Linked DNA regions of Mus musculus: regions 2, 3 and 4 are each linked to region 1. A link is a contact called in public Hi-C and HiChIP or PLAC-seq data. All regions are on one chromosome and are shown on one strand. Each heading gives the region's core, a stretch centred on a gene start, on an enhancer-like site or on the middle of the called end of the contact. The rest is flanking DNA. Distances are from core to core; before and after follow the strand shown. Region 1 overlaps Dgkb (diacylglycerol kinase, beta). Region 2 has its middle 63 kb from the start of Gm34662. Region 3 overlaps Etv1 (ets variant 1). Region 4 has its middle 120 kb from the start of Gm24069.

Evidence for each region. Hi-C and Micro-C count contacts between places; a contact is called where the count stands out from the background. HiChIP or PLAC-seq counts read pairs in DNA pulled down with a chosen protein or histone mark.
Region 2: a Hi-C map of cerebellum shows a contact between it and region 1, with 3 times the contacts expected there. The contact joins two enhancer-like sites. A contact is called at or near these places in 2 of 15 datasets of contacts at CTCF or cohesin (pro-B cells and stem cell-derived epiblast-like cells) and 10 of 484 Hi-C or Micro-C datasets (the N1E-115 cell line, brain, cardiomyocytes and 4 more).
Region 3: a contact with region 1 is called in an H3K27ac HiChIP or PLAC-seq map of neural progenitor cells, with 7 times the contacts expected there. The contact joins two enhancer-like sites.
Region 4: a contact with region 1 is called in a Hi-C map of cerebellar granule neurons, with 3 times the contacts expected there. The contact joins two enhancer-like sites. A contact is called at or near these places in 3 of 484 Hi-C or Micro-C datasets (cerebellar granule neurons and cerebellum), 1 of 115 datasets of contacts at active chromatin or transcription factors (a beta-TC-6 cell line) and 2 of 9 other capture datasets (embryonic tail and embryonic trunk).

Annotation. Positions count from the first base shown.
Region 1 is chr12:38,340,506-38,344,861 of GRCm38.p6, forward strand. All of the region lies in intron 21 of Dgkb (diacylglycerol kinase, beta), which reads left to right. Among named protein-coding and RNA genes, the nearest start is that of Gm52011, 25 kb to the right of the region's middle. Within about 2 kb of position 2,301, at least 25 of the 459 cell types and tissues checked have an H3K27ac peak or open chromatin away from gene starts, as enhancers often do. A contact at or near this core is called in cerebellar granule neurons, cerebellum and neural progenitor cells, where this site is marked.
Region 2 is chr12:39,045,238-39,049,729 of GRCm38.p6, forward strand. No RefSeq gene overlaps it. Among named protein-coding and RNA genes, the nearest start is that of Gm34662, 63 kb to the left of the region's middle. Within about 2 kb of position 2,899, at least 9 of the 459 cell types and tissues checked have an H3K27ac peak or open chromatin away from gene starts, as enhancers often do. A contact at or near this core is called in cerebellar granule neurons and cerebellum, where this site is marked.
Region 3 is chr12:38,859,374-38,864,348 of GRCm38.p6, forward strand. Etv1 (ets variant 1) reads left to right here. Exons shown (of 13, transcript NM_007960.5): 12 at 1,914-2,015. Among named protein-coding and RNA genes, the nearest start is that of Gm34611, 45 kb to the right of the region's middle. Within about 2 kb of position 1,613, at least 32 of the 459 cell types and tissues checked have an H3K27ac peak or open chromatin away from gene starts, as enhancers often do. A contact at or near this core is called in neural progenitor cells, where this site is marked.
Region 4 is chr12:39,336,985-39,341,257 of GRCm38.p6, forward strand. No RefSeq gene overlaps it. Among named protein-coding and RNA genes, the nearest start is that of Gm24069, 120 kb to the right of the region's middle. Within about 2 kb of position 2,242, at least 5 of the 459 cell types and tissues checked have an H3K27ac peak or open chromatin away from gene starts, as enhancers often do. A contact at or near this core is called in cerebellar granule neurons and cerebellum, where this site is marked.

The DNA of each region.
Region 1 (4,356 bases), core at 1,051-3,550:
ACCTCTTCTATGCATTGATCAGAATTAGTTCTAAAATGGAAAGGAAACATCATTTTTTGAAGTTATTTCTTTATCATTCTTATCATTATTAATTATTTTATTTTTTTACATCACAAATAGTGCCCCCCATCCCGGTTCCCCTTTGCAGAGTTCTTCTCCCCGCCCCATTACCCCTTCTCCTTCACCTCTGAGAAAGCGTTTCTTAAATGGCTAAAATTTCTGGAAAGATTTAGAAATTAAAGGCATAAAAACCTTAATGTGAGCATCACAGTCCAGTTTCTCAGGAGGACCCACCTTCTGACTTTGCCCTCTGGTAAGAACCCTTTAATAGTGATTACCAACCAGTATGTACTGTTGTCAGTAGTCGCTATTTCACAACATTCTCACTGCCGCCAAACTCTATCTTCCCCTCTCTAATGCATCCATTCTTATTCCCAGGACTCTGATTCTCCCATGCTTTCCTTGTCCTACTTCTGTGACTGTCATTGGAAAACCTGAGCTAATCATTAAGACCAAACTTGTAATCATCCTTGGTGAACAGTAAGAAGCAGAAACCCTCACAGGGGTGCAGACAGCTGACCCCACTCCGAAGCTGACTCCTGAGTACTTACGGCCAGGTGTTTGAACCGCAGAGCTTGCCCATCCTGTAGTGACAGAAGGCCTAAAGCAGACAGCAGATCTTTACCTTTTCACTTAATAAATCCCTTAATGATGGTTTGGAGTGTTGCTCAGTTGGGAAAGTGCCTGGCTAGCAAGCATAAAGCCCAGAATCTGATCTTTATCTGCCAAGTAAAACGAGGTGTGATGGTGCACGTCTATAGTCCCTGCACTTGGGAGTCAGAGGCAGGAAGATCATAAGAGCAAGGTCAACCTCAAGTATATAAGATTTCAGCCAGGCGGTGGTGGCACACGCCTTTAATCCCAGCACTTAATATATATATATATATATATATATATATATATATATATATATATATACACACACACATATATATATATATTATTTCAAACCCAAACCAGTGTGTGTGCATATACATTAATGTGTGTGATGTATGCTTGTCTCTGTGTAAAATGTATATACATATATATTCGTATATATGTGTTAGTGATGATACATTCTGTCTGTCTGTCTGTCTCTCTCTCTCTGACACACACACACATCTTCACTAATGAAGTGTTATGGAAGAGCAGATTTTATGAAGTAAGACTAAGGAAATGTAAGGAAATGTTTTGATTGTTGCCTTGCTGAAGCTGAAGAGAATATGTCTGTGAAAAACAAGAGGCTGGAAATGGAAGTATGAACATGCAGAATGGATGAAAGCAATGCCAAGCAATAAGTCAATACAGAGGAAAGGCTCCCTATGGGGTGATGATGACAATGACTAGACCAGTTTCCTATCTGTTGGATATGAGATATTGATGCACCATCCATACCAATGCTACAGATAGCAAACCAATTGAACAGTCATTAGGTAATCTGCATGCTGGAGCCGATCACCTACTGCCATGATTGGGTCACTTTTGTCCCATTATTTGCAAAACTGGAGTGATTCAGCATGGAGTGAACTTAGCATGGTCTAAGTTACTTAACTTAATTTGGTTATTTTAAATATAATTGATGTGTTATGTTCAAGTTATCCACTTAATATCATTGCTAAATTATATTTCATACTTTTTGAAAAAAATTATTAAGTTTACTTTGTGATTGTTCATTTTTAGTTGATATATCAAAAACAATGTATTTGAATTATTTGGTTATAGTTTATTTAAAAGAGCTTCTTATTAATAAAGAATAAAATTAATCAAACATTTCAGTTATTTTAATATAATTAATGTAGAGATGTAATTTAACTGTGATCTTCAAGGTGTAATTGTATATACATTTTGGAATTCAATTTAAAATATACATTTTTAGTAAGTTCTCAATATGTAAAAGAGAGTGAGGATATCAGAAAGGAAGGGTTGAAGGAAGGAAGGGAAGGGAGAGAGGGAAGGGAAAGAGGGAGGAAGGGATGTAAGGAGAGAGGGAGGGAAGAAGAAAGTGGGAGGGAGGGAGGGAGGGAGGAAAGAAGGAAGGAAGGAAGGAAGGAAGGAAGGAAGGAAGGAAGGAAGGAAGGAAGGAAGGAAGGAAGGAAGGAAGGAAGTCACTTTTTATAAGTCTCTAAAAGATTTTTAATACGTTGGTGAAATTGTAGAATGCAGCCAGCAGAGGGCGAGAGCGCATATGCACTCAGCATTGCTGTAGTTCAGCCTGCTAGAGAATGTTGGATGAGTCCTTGCTGAATATGCTCACTGGCAAACTCATTGTTTGGTTGTTGCGTTGCCAGGACTTAGATTATTTACATCAGTAGTCCTTCTCATGTGGAAGTATGCAGTTCTTCTAACGAAGTGTAATCTGAGTTGTGTTTGAATGCCAGCCAGTATGCTTGAGAGTCTGTAATAAAGCGCCAATGTCTCAGCAGTGTGCAGCAGGAGGGCAAAGGACATCAATGCACCCCACCCCACTGACTAATTAAAGAGCTTTGATCACATTGGATGAACAAGCCAGCCTTAACACGTGGAAGGAGCTTTGCTGCAGTCAAACTGAAAGTCTTAGGGTTGATACACTGACTTAATTGTAGATTACTAACTATTAAAAAAGCCAAAGTATGAGATTATTTTCTAATTGGAACAGAGTGTATTCTTTAAAATGTTTCTTACTTTTTGTAAGTAAATATATGGAGAAATTAACTATATCAGCATTCCTGTGACACACTATGATGCTAAATTTATTTCCAATATAATTATAATTTTAGAATAATATTTGACAGATTTTAATAATATAATAAATACCAACTTCTATTTAAGTATATCTTTACATTCTATCTTTGATATGTTTGTTATTTCAATTCTTCTTGTATAGCCATTATGAAAGCAAGCAAAAAGTTTTAACACAAAAGCAAGCTACTCGCAAGCAGAAACTGTGGGCTACTGTTCATTGGAGGTGATTAAAATACTATTTATTCTAACAATGCAGGTTCTTTTCCTACCATTTATCAGTATGCTGTGATCTCTCCTTATTGTGGTATACAGCACGCTCTTCCATTTGTGTGTATTTGCACATATGATGTATCTATGTGGTGTGTGAAATCTGCTTGCTTTTAAAAGCTGGTAGGAAGCACATTTGCTTTTGATCTTCTGTGTTGTCAATGCTGTCACATCCCTTTGTGATCCGACACACTGAGCATGTAGTAAACACCTTAAAAACCTGTGGGAAGTTCATTTTAATGTGTAGCAGCATGAAGGGTTGCCATTTCTCTTTTTCATTCAATGAAGTTCTAGAGCAGTGTTATTAGCAAAGATGACTATTATTTCAAAAGTGACAAACCATCCCACTGGTAGGATATATTAGTTTACCTCTAAAGCTGTTCCTTGTCTTCCACAACAAGGTGATAATTGGGTTTTCAGATTAGAATAAAATAATCATGTCACTTATGGAGATGTCTGCTAAAACATATTGCAGCCTCATAAAAATTTGAAACAATTAAAAGCTGCAAAATATGAACTCTTAAAGTGATTGGAGCTGCTATCCCAAGTTAGTCTAAGACTGGCATAGCTCCCCTCTAGAAGGCTAACAGTTGGAGAAACACAGTAAAAGGCAGTTAACTTTACAAGATGAGCACCCATGTGGAGTTTCGCTAGAATATCCGCTCTGTGGCATTTTAATAGGAGCTGCAAAAACACAACTTATAAAGCCAAGCCACTAGTGACTTTGACTTTCCCGAGGCAGACCTTTTCAACTAGCTTGGGCTTGATGATAACACATTGGCCTAAGGCTCTGAGCATGGCTTCTCTCACTTTAAATAACCAAAGGTAATTTCCTCTCCTTAAAATTCACAGGGTATTGAAAAATTCCCTAAATCCATTTCCTGAATCAAAATGGAGACTGTTCAGTGCACATTCATTTCAGGTGCTTTTAAATGTTCTGACTCAATTACATTCAGTAGAGAGGAGAATGCTTGGCGGTGTCACATTGAGTGCATTGCATGGAAGGTTGGAGTTTTAGTTAGAAAATTAGTTCCTGTGCAAAGGTTATCTCTAGAGAAATATAAGTAACCACAGTGCTGTCCTTAAGGCCATTGTGGGGCATGCCAGTATCAAGTACTTTCCCTGCGTTTTTATGTACAGAATTATGTCATAAATGAAGTTATGGCAAGACATTGGGAAGATGAAAACAGGAGAGATTTTGTTGATAATACGCAAAATGCCACATCTGTTTTTATTCACTCGGTGCTCATTTCTTTGCTGGCGCATTTATACAGCTGTGAAAAGCTAGAGAATTTTGTACAAAACAATTTTGACAAATGTTCATGATTC
Region 2 (4,492 bases), core at 1,649-4,148, 710 kb after region 1:
GTGTTCCTGTGGAAAACCAATGTTTTCATTTTATCTTTGAGCTTATTGATAAAGTTAAAGATGTTCTAAAGCCAAAAATTGACACTCCCATCATTGTCTTTTTGTTAATGTCGTGTCCCCATAGACCACAAAGTCTGTATCTGAAAGTTCAACAATATTACACCACACACTAGAAGCCACACCTACTTTATTGTGAAAAGTCTTAAGATAATAAAGATATTGCTTTACTTTATAACTATAAAAGACATTGTAATACTTTTAAAATGAGTGCAACAGAGGTCATATTTAAGTATTAAGTTTGACTCTCTTAAGCTACTCTCCTGCAATAAGTACTCATAGTCTATGAATGTAGCATTATTTATCTGAAGACAACTTTCAGCCTGTATTTAATAAGAAATCTTAATACATCTATGGAGAAAGAAGCAGTGAGATCAGATTTAAAGAACAGAGGAAAAGTATAAAATTGAGAGGTGTATACAAAGCATTGTTCTTTCCCGAACCCCCAATACAGCTGGGATATCATGGTTTAAGATGATGTCATAATTTGAAAAGTGACCCTTACAGGACATGCATTTGAATACTGCTGTTTTCATGTCCTCTTCTCTCTTCCACTTACTTTGGCATCTTTTCCCTCTCCGTTTTGTCCCCCTACTTCCCTGCCCCTCCTCTGTCTTCCTCTCCTCTTCTCTCTCTTCTCTTCTTCCCTTTCCCTTCCTCCACCCTTCTCTGTCCCTTCCCTCCCCCACTCCTTTCATTTTTCTCCTGTGGCCCCTTCCTTTTCCTTCTCTTCACTTAAAAACATGAAGTATTGCTCAGTTTCTACTTTGGCTATTTTAAAGTAACATTTATGCATCATAAAAACACTCTTCTCATAGGGTTTTAAGGATCAAGAATTTGTTGTTCATATGTATTGGAGTTGGACCAACAGCAGAGAGTGGCACCCTAGATCCAATTTATTTATACTTGACTCTGCCCCAGCCAGCAGTACAATGCAAATTTATAAATCTCAACATGAAATGAATTATAGCTGACTAGAACACCTTTTTAGACAATTTACTTTGAAATTTACTACTGTACCATTTATATTTGAAAAATCACAATACCTTATCTCCAAGTTGAGAAACATCAGCCTGTATTACAGTACAACATGGAATGGATGGATTTCTAGGTATATGTGAGAAACAATGAAGTGCTACTAAACTGTAGACTAAAACTAAACCCCTGTACAGAGCCCTGAATTATTCAGGGCACCTACAACAGGAGATATAACTGCCCATTCTGCTCATGTGTCAGCCCATGGCTACACTTCCAACCCTCTAGTAGTTTTGTTTTTGTTTTTGTTTTTGTTTTTTTTTGGTTTTTGTTGTTGTTGTTGTTGTTGTTGTTGTTGTTTTTGGTTTTTTTTGAATAGGTAATGATATCAACAGTACTATAAAACTGTATCAGTGAAATATTGTGAAGACATGTGTCATATGCTGAATTAACTTAGAAAATAGTAATGGTTGTTTTCATGATAGGTTAGGAAGAACCCTGGATAGTGTGTTGAATAAAAGTTTCCCTTAGTATCTGTTGGTTTTAAGGATCATGGGGCTTAGAGAGGAGTAAAATCCAGGGCTATCTGCTTTAAAAGACAGTCTATTTGCTCAAAAGAATCACTTTGCCTCCTTCCCTATTATTGCATGTGAATGATTTGTTCTTCACTTCTTATCTGAAAACTTATTGCACTGATAGAGTTGGATAGGCAAGAAACTTCAATGAGACTGCTTTGTAGTATACTCCGGACTTTCTCTTCATATACAACAGTGACCAAAAGTACAGGGAGACTCTATTTAGTAATGCTGATAGTGTGGCTGAAAGCCATTTACTTTTCTAGAACATAGCATTCTTCCAGGTTCCTGTGTAGAGGTTTCTAAAATCTGCTGTTCTCTTCTGATGAAAATATTCAGATCCTAAGTTTGTATCTATTCACTTCACTGTTGTTCCATGTTTAATAATCCTACAGTTCACAGCCAGTATGGTATGCAGTCTAGCCAAGAGGTCCTGTATGCTGGTGATGGAAGGATGCTCTGGCATTGAATCAGACCATTTGGACTTGAATCCAGAGTCTAGCACTGATGGGCTGTGGAACATTGTGCAGGTGAGTTGCCCTTTCTATGCTTCAATTAACTTTTGGGAACATTAAACAGGTGACACTGTAGAACATGTAGCATAAAAAGGAATAACAAGTTGGACAGGCCTGACCTTGTACTTGATATAGAATCTATACTTAATACATTTGATTTCACTAAGATAGTAGAAATTAAACTCTTAAAATCACTCATTTATAACTCCACAATCAGTTTTTCTTTATTTAAGGTTCAAACTTTGAATTCCTTAAGTATACATACATACTCAGTTAATCTCTGTATATCGGTATTGTTTTATGTCTCTCGTATCTCTTTCTGTTCTATTTATACATGAGTATATACATAGGTATATAATTTTATATGCACTCATATGTACACTCTACTTTGATTAGTAGAAGAAATTACATGGCTCTATATCCATTGAATTCATGAGACTAGTATAAAGAACAAGGAGATAATACTAGATTAAGAAAAGAATGCCTTTAGTATAAAAGCACTATTTATAAACACAATAGCGCAACATAGTAATGCCATTCATACATAAAGCTTATTATTCTCTCTCTCCCTGGAAAGTTACATTTTATGAAAGAATAGTGCTGAGGAAAATCTTCTTTCTTACTTTCCGTATTCACTAATTCTCTTATTGCACATCTAGAGTTACGATAGATTAATAAAACAAAAACCCGACCTGACACTGCCAGTCCCAGTGTGTTTGTATTAACCTCTGACATTTACAAGTGAAGACATACAGAGCCTTCTTTTGTTTCCTGGATAATCGCTCAGGTGTTAAAGAAGAGTTGATTCAGTTTTAAATGGCACGATTTTCTCAAGCCTTGAGAAAATAGTGGATGGATTTTCTCCCTTTTTTCCATAGCTCAAATACACACACGGCAGAGTCGTGTCTAACTGTTTAGTTTTACAAGACTGAAAATATTGAATTCAAAGCTTAGGTTTTAGTTCAGGTTTATTCATCATGTTTAACACTGCCTAAACTTCACAGGCAAATCGGAAATGAAACACAATTGAAACTAAACCAAGTCTTTTTTGCCTGTGAAGGGGCCTTAATATTTCATTTTATGTTTTCAGATGGGATCTAATGAAAACGTGATTTTATACAGATTCCTTGTGTCAATTATTCACCGTATTTCTTCTAAGCCAATCTGTGCGTTCAACTTGAAGCTTCATTAAGGATCAAGCCAAGTAGTCTTTACAAAGTAAAGGGTTTCGGTGATGGACAGATGGCGGCTTTCATGATGTCAGGAAGTGTCAGATATTATCGTTGGCTCTGGAATGGTGGCTACTATCCAAACAGATTGGGAAACAGACAGAAAGAGCAAGAACACCATTTGTTTTATTTAGATACATTGTGAACAGAAGGAAGCAAGACAGAGCATACTTTTACACATCTTTTTTCCAGTCCTTGTGAAAACAGTTTAGGATTTGTTATGTTATATTAGCCCTTTCATTATGCAAAGGCATGTGAAAGCCAGAGAAGCCGGGGAAAGAATTTGTCTCATTGTGATTTTCTATGAAGTTTGTTTATTTTTATTCTTAAGGAATATGCTTCTTTTAAAACTCCTCTTCCATTGGAAGGATGAATGCTTAAGGTAGAGAGAAAGAAGGTGAGGCTCTTCTGAAGTGTTGATTGCTGAGAGCATGAAGAGACTTTTGACTACATGATCCAGAATGTGGGTGTCTCAGAGAACTTTAGCAAATTCTCAGTCCTCAGTCTGAAGGTGTGTCTTGGTGAAAAGCCCTGAGATTTGTTTCTGTGAGGATTTAGCCCCCATTGGCAGCTAGAGGGCAGTATCAGCTCCAGACAAGTTGGTGGAGTCCCACTACAGGATCAAAGATTAGTGATAATCCACCAGGAGTTCTAGGATGAAGCCTAGCAGCACATTGCCAGGGGACTTCGAACTTAAAGGCTAAAGGCATTTTAAAGCACATTCAATTGATGAAAGGTCTGTAAAATTTATTTTTGTAACTTCCTTATAATCAATTAACTGGATTCCTTTCCTCCATTTTAGTGGAGGTAAATAAATTTGTCCTAATTTTGGTGAGGTAGATACCTAATGGTATACACTGTCCCACAGTTGAAACTTAAAATCATGGCGAATTTATTGGAAATTTGGTCCCTAATACAATGTATTTTAATATGAGGGACCATACCAAATTCTTAAACATTAATGAAGGATACAAATTTCTTAAGCAACCTGGATAATTTTGGCTATATGGAATATACTCATTTGCAATCTGGAAGGCGCCAGAAGATCTTTGTAGGCCCACCTTTCTTACACGTCATAGAGGTCCATTGGGAACGTTCGGGTGGCGGTGCAGGGTGACTGAGAGGTTAAGACTGCAGCCCT
Region 3 (4,975 bases), core at 363-2,862, 520 kb after region 1:
CATTGCCTTTTAATTTTGAAGAGAACTCTTAAATGGCAAATTCTAATAAAGACTAATTGGTAAATGCTGTTTTTCAGGAACTGTTGCTTAACAGAATTTTTCACACTTGCGAGCTTTTGTGGCTAGGACACAACTTGGTATCTCTATTGAGCAACTGATAGCCTTCATTACACTTTTGAAGGATTTTACTTAAAAAAAAAAAACCTAGAAAACAACCCCAACAAAACAAAACTCCCCTCTTCTTTCCCTCCCTCCCTCCCTCCCTCCCTCCCTCCCTCCCTCCCTCCCTCCCTCCTTCCCTCCTTCCCTCCTTCCCTCCTTTCTTCCTTCCTTTCTTCCTTCATAGTCTATCCCTCATCTCCATTCTGTTCCTCATTTCAGGGTCTCATAGCCCAGGGTGGTCTAGAACTCATAATCTCCTGCTATAGTCTTAGTCTCATATTCAGCTCCCAGGTACTGGAATTTCCAACACACCTCACCATGCCTGGCTTGCTTTCCTTTCATTTTGGCACCTGTCCCTGCTGCATTCACTATTGCTTAGAGCATTTACTGTAAAGATTGTGGAAAATTAAGATGTGTTCTCCCCTTTGACTGCTGGCTTGAACGAATAGTTTTGTTTCTGCTCGATCGTATCACTACTCACAGAACAGTACACCAATCCATGTGATTCAACATGATTATTTGTTCATTTCGAAAACACAAACTACTTAAAGATGGGTGGGGTGGGGTGTGGGTGACAGATTGCTGCTAACCAAGGGAAGACACGAGCAGAGAGATGATTCTCAGGACTCTTTTTGTTGATAGGACATAACTTGGAATTTTGAGGAAACAAAGGCTCATGCTCTGTTTTGGGCTTGCTCAGGCTGAGCATGATCTTTCCTCAGACTACCAAAGAATGAGGCTTAATGAGATCTAGACTGCACTGGGGTGAGAGAAACAGGCTCCTCTCTCTGTATGCCTCCGTCAGCCCAGCGTGATGGTGAAGTGGAGTGGTGCCATTGGGAAGGAGAAGTGGTTTTAAGCTCTGTTGGAAAGCTCTGTCCTAACCACATCCATCTCTATGACCGTCACATTTGAAACCCTTCTGAGACCTTTATGAAAGCCACACTGTGGACATTCTGCTTTAAAAGGAAAAGACTCATATACATGGTGACTTTTCCACTTCCGCCTTATTTTTAGCATCCAATTAATGTTTCCTAAATGAGTTTAATTTTCCAGTTTGGGGTTGGCTATAGTTTTCTTAGATGCTGATTTAGGCAACAATTATTTGTACTTGAGCTTATTAATTGGCATACTGTTCCCCCTGCTGCCTCACTGCCAGCTGCTGGTCACTCTTTCTTCATACAATCTGAGCAGAGTCTTTTTTTTTTTCTTTCTTTTTTTAACAAATGCAATAGAACACCTTTACAAAGGGATCATTAAGCAGTTCCTAATCTGGGATTTCTTTTTCTTTTTCTTTTTTTTTTGTCTGAAAGTTCAGGAAGGAAAAGACTGCTAGTGTATGGCAGAAGGGAAAATCTGCCTCATTTTGGTGAATTGCACAGTCTGTTCTTTCGTGATGCAAACACATTCCCTTATTTCCATTTAATTTCTATCCAAAACAATGGTGACAAAGGATCCTATTGTGACGTTGAAAAGAGAGAACTGTAAGCCTGGTTTAAACCAGGACACAGGGAATTCACAACATGAAGGCTGTTGCTGTTGCTCTTTCTTTATGCCTTAGATTTGAAAGGTGCGTTTAGAAGTCATATATTTATGAACTCTCTCTCTCTCTCTCTCTCTCTCTCTCTCTCTCTCTCTCTCTCTCTCTCTCTCTCTCTCCTCTTTGTGTGTGTGTATGTGTGTGTGTGTGTCTAAGTGTGTAAGCCAGTTTAAGACTCAGCACTAACAATAGGATTCTGTTTTGGTGGCAGGTGGCCCGGCGTTGGGGCATTCAGAAGAACAGGCCGGCGATGAACTATGACAAACTTAGTCGTTCTCTCCGCTATTATTATGAGAAGGGAATCATGCAAAAGGTGAGATGATGATTCATTAAAGCTCACTGTGACGGTGCCCATTGGTCTCCACGTCATATTTTTAGAGAGCACATTATCAGGGCTTTGCTTCAGTCAGGCTTTCCCCCATGCTGACACAACTTGGCTCCTGCTTAGGATATCAGGACTCTATTTATAACTTCATGGACATTGGACATAAATGTATAGTGGTATCTACCAAATGACAATCTTTCTGGAAGCTTTCACTTTGCTACACATGGTAAACAGGTAATTTCAGTATTGATACTGGATCTCCAGGTCTCTAAAGGCTGTAATTTTATTGTACCTCAGAGTCACACATTTTTGAAATGCTTGTTTTTTTTTTCTTGTTCTATTTCTTTTTTGCCCCTACCTTCCTTTGGTTTTTTAAGACAGGGTTTCCCTACAGAGCCCTAGCTGTCCTGGAACTCACTCTGTAGACCAGGCTGGCTTTGAACTCAGAAATCCACCTGCCTCTGCTCCCAGGAGCTGGGATTAAAGGCATGCGCCACCACCACCCGGATCTCTTGTTCTGGTTCTTAAAACACTCAGGCAGCCCTTGTTCTTATTAGAAAAAGAAAAAAAATTTTTTTTCTTGCTAGATATCTTGCCTTATCTCATCACTTGACAGTTTACTATCCCAAACTACTTGCCTGAAATAAATGTTTCATCTTATTTGGTTCATAGAACAAAGTTCAATATATTTTAATTCAAATGAGCTTTTAATATTTAAAAGTTCTTTTGCATAAAATACAAAAACATGGATAAAGATAAAATGTACTTAAAATATAACATTTATAAAGGAGGCCATGAATAAATGAATATATGAAGATAAAACATTTGGATATTTGTTATTATTTCCTTCAGCCTTGTGTGGTCTGTGGCTTATATAGCCCTACATGTAGATATGAATCCTGCATGGAATGGACTTTGCGGATGCCACTGTTTGGTACTAGGAAGGGAGGTTGTTTATCACACCAACGTGCAAAACTTGGAGTCTGCATGTAGCTAGTAACCAATCAGGGCCCCTTAGACTCTTAGCAAGTTCTCTTAGCCTCCTTATAAGCACAGTGTGCTATTTTAAGAAACATTCATGACTTCTATGAGACTTCTTTCTAGAATGTTCTGCCTGTTTCATGATATCTCTTGCTATGGGTATCGACTATCCTCATGGCAAAGTAAATTGTAGCATAGTTTATTCAGAGGAACTCTGTGTCTCCCCATTTTATTACATAAAAATATATAATGGGGAATTACATTCAAGTCTGTATGACCATATTTGCTCATTGGCTTAAAACCTTAATTAGGCACTTGTGCTGTGTGAAAAGAGCAGTTGAATTAGAAGCCTGAAGAGTAAAATAAAAATAACCAAATGGGTTAATGCAAATGAAACATTATAAATGGTTATTAATTTCCATATTTCTGAAATAGAAATGAATGCTGAAAAATGTTTATTGTACTTCGTAGATAAAATATGTGCACATCTTGTTAAACATGTAGCAATGCTTAGAATACTTAAGCAATACATAAAATATTTAAGTATTACTATACTAATATAGTAATGTTTGTATTCTGCATAATACAATTATGTTTGCTTCTTTTGCTTATCATCTATATTTGATATTTTATTTATTTAATTTAATATTCATACATAAATATAATTTATTTGGGTCAAATATACCCCTATTCCTTCTCCTTCAAATTTTAGAAAAAATTATTATATTTATTTATTTACTTATTTATTTAGTGTGTGTGTGTGTGTGTGTGTGTGTGTGTGTGTGTGTGTACCACCAGTGTATGTGTGCAAGTCAGATGATACCTTGCAGTAATCAAGCTTGACTTTCCAATCTGTGGGTCCCAGGTGTCGAATTCTGGTTGTCAGGTTTGGTGTCAAGTACCCTTGCTGAACCATCTTGAAAATTTAAAAGTTGAAATGTAATTTAAATATCTGTCTGGGCTTTATTTGACAGATCTACCTCCCTGTTTACTTCTGATATGTTCCTCCACAAAATCCCTGTGTTTTGTCACCTCACTGTTGCCTTTAGCTTTACCTAATAACCTACAGGGCTTCTTACACCACAACTGTATCACTAACCAAGGAGGGCATCATTCACTCTGTTTGTATGTCAGCTTTAACGGGGTGGAAAGTATGGAGGTAGCATGAAAGTGTTCCCTCACAGGAAACTAGAAGGAAGTAGAAAGCAGAAGTTCCTACGATATTTGATGATTTCTGCTGCATATTGTACATTTAAATTCCTCATGATGAAATCGTTCTCACTTATTACATTGCTTCTAAGTGAAGACAACCCCAACATGTCAAACGTGTCAGACAAAACAGGTGCACTCCCTAAAGCAAACAATTCTTTTTCTGTAGCCCCAAACTAAACAGAGTGGGCTATAGAAGACTCAGAGGCATGCTGAATACAGCATTTATTTTACCTTCGTTTCCTGAAAGTAGTTTGAAAAATAGGGAAGAACGGAAACAAAACTAAGATATATTCTGTATATCTCAGCTTTTGTCTGAAACTGCCTGGTTTTTACTTTGGGACTCACTTCATTACTTCATTCCGTGTGTGTGTCTGTGTGTGTGTGTCTGTGTGTGTGTGTGTGTGTGTGTGTGTGTGTGTGTGTGTGTGTGTGTGTGAATGTGTGTATGTAATGAGGTCTAAAGGAGGAGAGTTAACTAGGTGTCTCCATTTGCTTTGAACTGTGCTAGAGTTTTTCTATGCATCACAGCTGGCCTTCCAAGGAGCCCTTCCTGTTTCAATTTCACAAGACAAGGAACTGAAGAGCAGTTTAAGAAACATGTCCAGATTCATAAACATCTCTCGGGGTTGGCTCTTTCAAACCTCTAGATATCCAGATTACTTGGACTCTAATGTGGCTCCTTTTACTTAAATTCAGGGCAACAAATATTCTAACTCTGAGTCCAGAGCAGCAGACTCCTTGGCAGTCATTCCTTG
Region 4 (4,273 bases), core at 992-3,491, 1.0 Mb after region 1:
AATACTGTCCTTCTGTCTATGCACATAGATGCATATATGTTTTATGTTTTTGTAACTTACAATTATAATAAATGAACCAAATATTATTTACATTGGCATGAGCAATGGCCGTATGCATTATTTTGTTGTTTTGGTTTTTGTTTTTCGAGACAGGGTTTCTCTATAGCCCTGGCTGTACAGGAACTCACTCTGTAGACCAGACTGGCCTCAAACTCAGAAATCTGCCAGCCTCTGCCTCCCAAGTGCTGGAATTAAAGGTGTGTGCCACCACTGCCTAGCTTTTTGCTGATTGTTTTTGTTTTTGTTTTTTCTCGAATGCATTTTTATAACCAGCAAAACTCATGTGAAATAAAATGTGTTTCCTGAAACTAGGCCTTCAGAAGACCTTGCAACACCTGTTTTCATTCTCAAGTATTTTCATCACTGTGTAAAGATACTTGCTGTGGCTCTGGGCAAATGAGATATCACACAAAGGAGGGTATAGATATCTACCAACAAAGCATCAGAAATGCATACAGGGCATTAAAGATAATCCTTACCTACCTAAAGATAAGCATTACCTACCATCCAGCCTTATATGCTACACATGTGTATTAACATGACTTAAACTCTAAGGGGATAACAAGCAGAACTATAAATAAATGAATAAACTGAATAAAATAAATAAACTGTTTATTGAACTCAATGTATTTTTGTAAAGTTTGTCTTATAAAAATTAATGGATACAACATAAAATTTCAAATTTTACAATGAATTATTAAGGGTAATAAAAAATTGTCTCTGAACATGAAAGGGAAAGTGATTAATAGTTTTCCAAAATAGATATGTCAGAAAATACTAACTGTTGGTAAGAGTCATTCTTTGTTTCTATTCAGAAGAGTTCAGAAGTGGGATTCTTTTCTCATTTCCTCTTAGTGGGAACTAGAATTTTTGAGAGAATGATCATATTTGTCTAACAGAAGACCTATTTTCAGCATGAAATTATTGCTGTGCCTATATTCATGGCTTCCCCAGATAACAATGGAGCAGCAGTGGGAAACAGGATTGTGGAGGTGGCTTTGCCTCACGCAGGTTCAGCATGGAAAACCACATTGGCTAAGTAAGATGGATGATTACTTTTTCTTATTTCAATGTTGTAATATCACATTGAGAATTTTTCACTATTTTGATATAATAATGCAATACAATGAAAAATACAGAATGTGTGTAAGTATGTTCCTGGATAGGTTAAGGCCCTTATTATGAAAACTAGGAGCATCTTCCAGAGAAAAACGGTGTTAAGAATAGAATATGTTGTTAGAGTTATTTTTTCATGACATGAGAAAGAGATTCATTGGTCCCAATTTTACATATCTGGAGAATTCAACATTTAGAGAGAGATGATAGCTACAATGGTTATTAATTCACTTCAAACTGTATTTTGGACTCTCTTGGAAGCCACACAGAGCAGCAACCCAGAGTGACTGGAGTGTAACTGATCTCTCAGACAGATCACATAACACTGTGACTTTGGTTACTATATAAAGTAGTAGACTTTCCCAAAATATTTTTATGTCTTCGTGTTTCATTTATTTTAGTAGAAGTGGCTGTTTCGTGCCAAGCTAAATGGAAATACTTGAGTTGACAGAAACATTCTATACTATGACCTTTAAGTCACTGGGAAGAGGCTCAAAACACCTCCTATGACTTATTCAAATTATAAACCACTGTATATCACTTTTTCCCAGAAAGAATAATATACACACAATTATAAAGTACCCCCTCCCCCCAAAGACTCAAATAGAGTAGAGAAAAGGTCGTATCCCTCAACATGTACATGTGTTTTATAAAAGCTGACATAGCAAGTTTTGACAATATCCGCTGTCAACACTGAAAGACTCTGTGTAATCACCACAGTAGCCACTGAATCTGGAAGAACTGCCCAATTTAGAAAATAGTGGAACCGTCTATTGTGATTAAGCCAGGTGCCTATTTAGCCTACCTTACCCACCTCAAGAAAAATGGATGCTTCAGCATTGTCAGATGTGGGAAACACTGATTATTTGACCCTGTGATGACAAGCTCCAGGGATCTGCCTAAAAGAGATTGAGTAACCTAAAATAGAAAAAGAAAGCAGCCATCTGGAAGCTGGTGCCATGCAGTGTATAGATCGAATCTATCAAGGCAGCAGGAGATACACCTGCAGGCTGAAAGAGAGCTACAGTAGTGTATCGCAACACCTTGCGAAGTCTAGCACAGGCCCCTCAGCAGCACACATGTTCACAATGAAATTTGGTTTTAGCAAGGCAATAAGGCAAGCATACTGCTGGTGTGTCGTTCACTTGGAGGCAAATATTCACTTAGGGTAATTAGCTTGAATAGTGAGATTTTAATCATTTCATTCTCAACATAAATATTTGGCTAATCGATATGAAAGGTATTTATTTTCTCTATAGTTGGCTTTGCTTCTCAGCATTAATACTGTGTGACAGATGGCTGATGTCATCTCTGCTTGGAAGAACTCAGTTGGCAATATTAGCATGGCATATTTCTGGGGATTTGTGATATGCTAGAAGATGAAGAAAAATAAAAGAGTCCAAAAGGGTATTCCCCAAAGCAAATATATTTATATAACTTAGTCGAGTGTCTTGTTGGTTCATTATACAGAAATACATGTTCCATTTAATTAATACTTTGTTTATAATTTAGTAAATATTAAGAGTTCCTTTGCATATACTGTATGAACACTCGTAGTTTACAATATCACAGAGTTATAATAAATAAATACCTTTCATATCGATTAGCAAAATATTTATGTTGAGAATGAAATGATTAAAATCTCACTATTCAAGCTATCTTCCTTCTGCTAATTATTCATTCAACTATATCAACAGTTATTGCATTAATATAACAGAAAGGGGTATGCTGTGTCAGACTAGACTTTCATGGGGCTAATCTGATGAGTCCTAAGTGACTCTTGTAGTGGGTCCTGCAAAGGGGAATTTGTTGCTGGCAAAGGGTCCATTAGGTTATCTTCTGCTGTACATTTTTCCTCTCACTACTGTCAATGGTTCAAAGTGGCTTTTGTAAAACTATTAAGTTTTAAAAGGGCACAAGTTCGAATCAAAACTGAGTTATGCAGTGAGGAAATCCGAAGGTGGGAGTATATGATTTTTTTTTTTAATTGAGGGAAGATGGAGAAAACTCATTTGGTCAAAATGCTTGTCTTGCAAGCCTGAATAAATATCTGAGTTTGAGTGTCCAAAGTCTGCATAAAAGCTAGTAATAGCAATGCCTTTCTGAAATTCCATTGTTCCTACAATAATATGTATGTCAGAGAATCTTGTGATGCTCATGGGCCAGTTAGCCTGATATAAACAGTCTAAATAACAAAGACCCTATCTTAAAGTTTTAAGTGAAGACTATAACAGAAGGTTTTCCTCTGACCTCCACATGTGTTCAGTGGCATATAACACTCTACATACCCCCCTCCACACACACACACACACACACACACATCATACATACATCATAATGACATATAATGCAATGGTGATAGATGAACGATTTATTATATTTGCAGTGTATCTAGACAGTCTTTTGGTCACTCAACACGGTAACTTATGTAGCAAATTTCTGGACAAATCATTGAAATAGTTAAGATGTTTTGCTGTAGGATATATGTGGCATGGAACACTTGTAGAATGTTCTGAAGGACTCAGAAATAATTTTCAGTGGAGTTGAAACTCAAAGTGGGATAAATGGCCCTGGAGTTGGTGTACTAATTGATATCCTGTAGCAAGTAAGGGACACATCCCTAAAAGAAGAGGGATAATAAAATGGTGACAGCCTGACATGTATCAACAAACACTTGTGTATTTGGCTTAACATCTTAGAAGAGTGTAGCTTCCTGAAGAAAGAGATTCAAGTTGTATTTCTCATTGTATCCTAGTGGCTCTGTTAAATGGAATAGTAACTTTAAGGTAAATGGGATTGCAGTAAAGGAATAAAGAAATTGCACAGACAGAACAAACATATGATTTTAAATTATAGTTCTGGTAGTTGTTTTTATCTTGAAACCTATAGAATTTCAATAGGGAATCATCATTTTAAAAATTTTCCCTTCCTTCTTTCTCATTTTTCCAGGAATACCTTGGATTAGCTCTGGCATTGCATGATTTCAATCACTTGCTTAACTTAATGATCGTTTTCTAACTTCATATTCTCAGTTACTGAAAACTAAGGACTACCACTTAATCATATAAAAATATGAGTGCCAATATTTATATTTAGC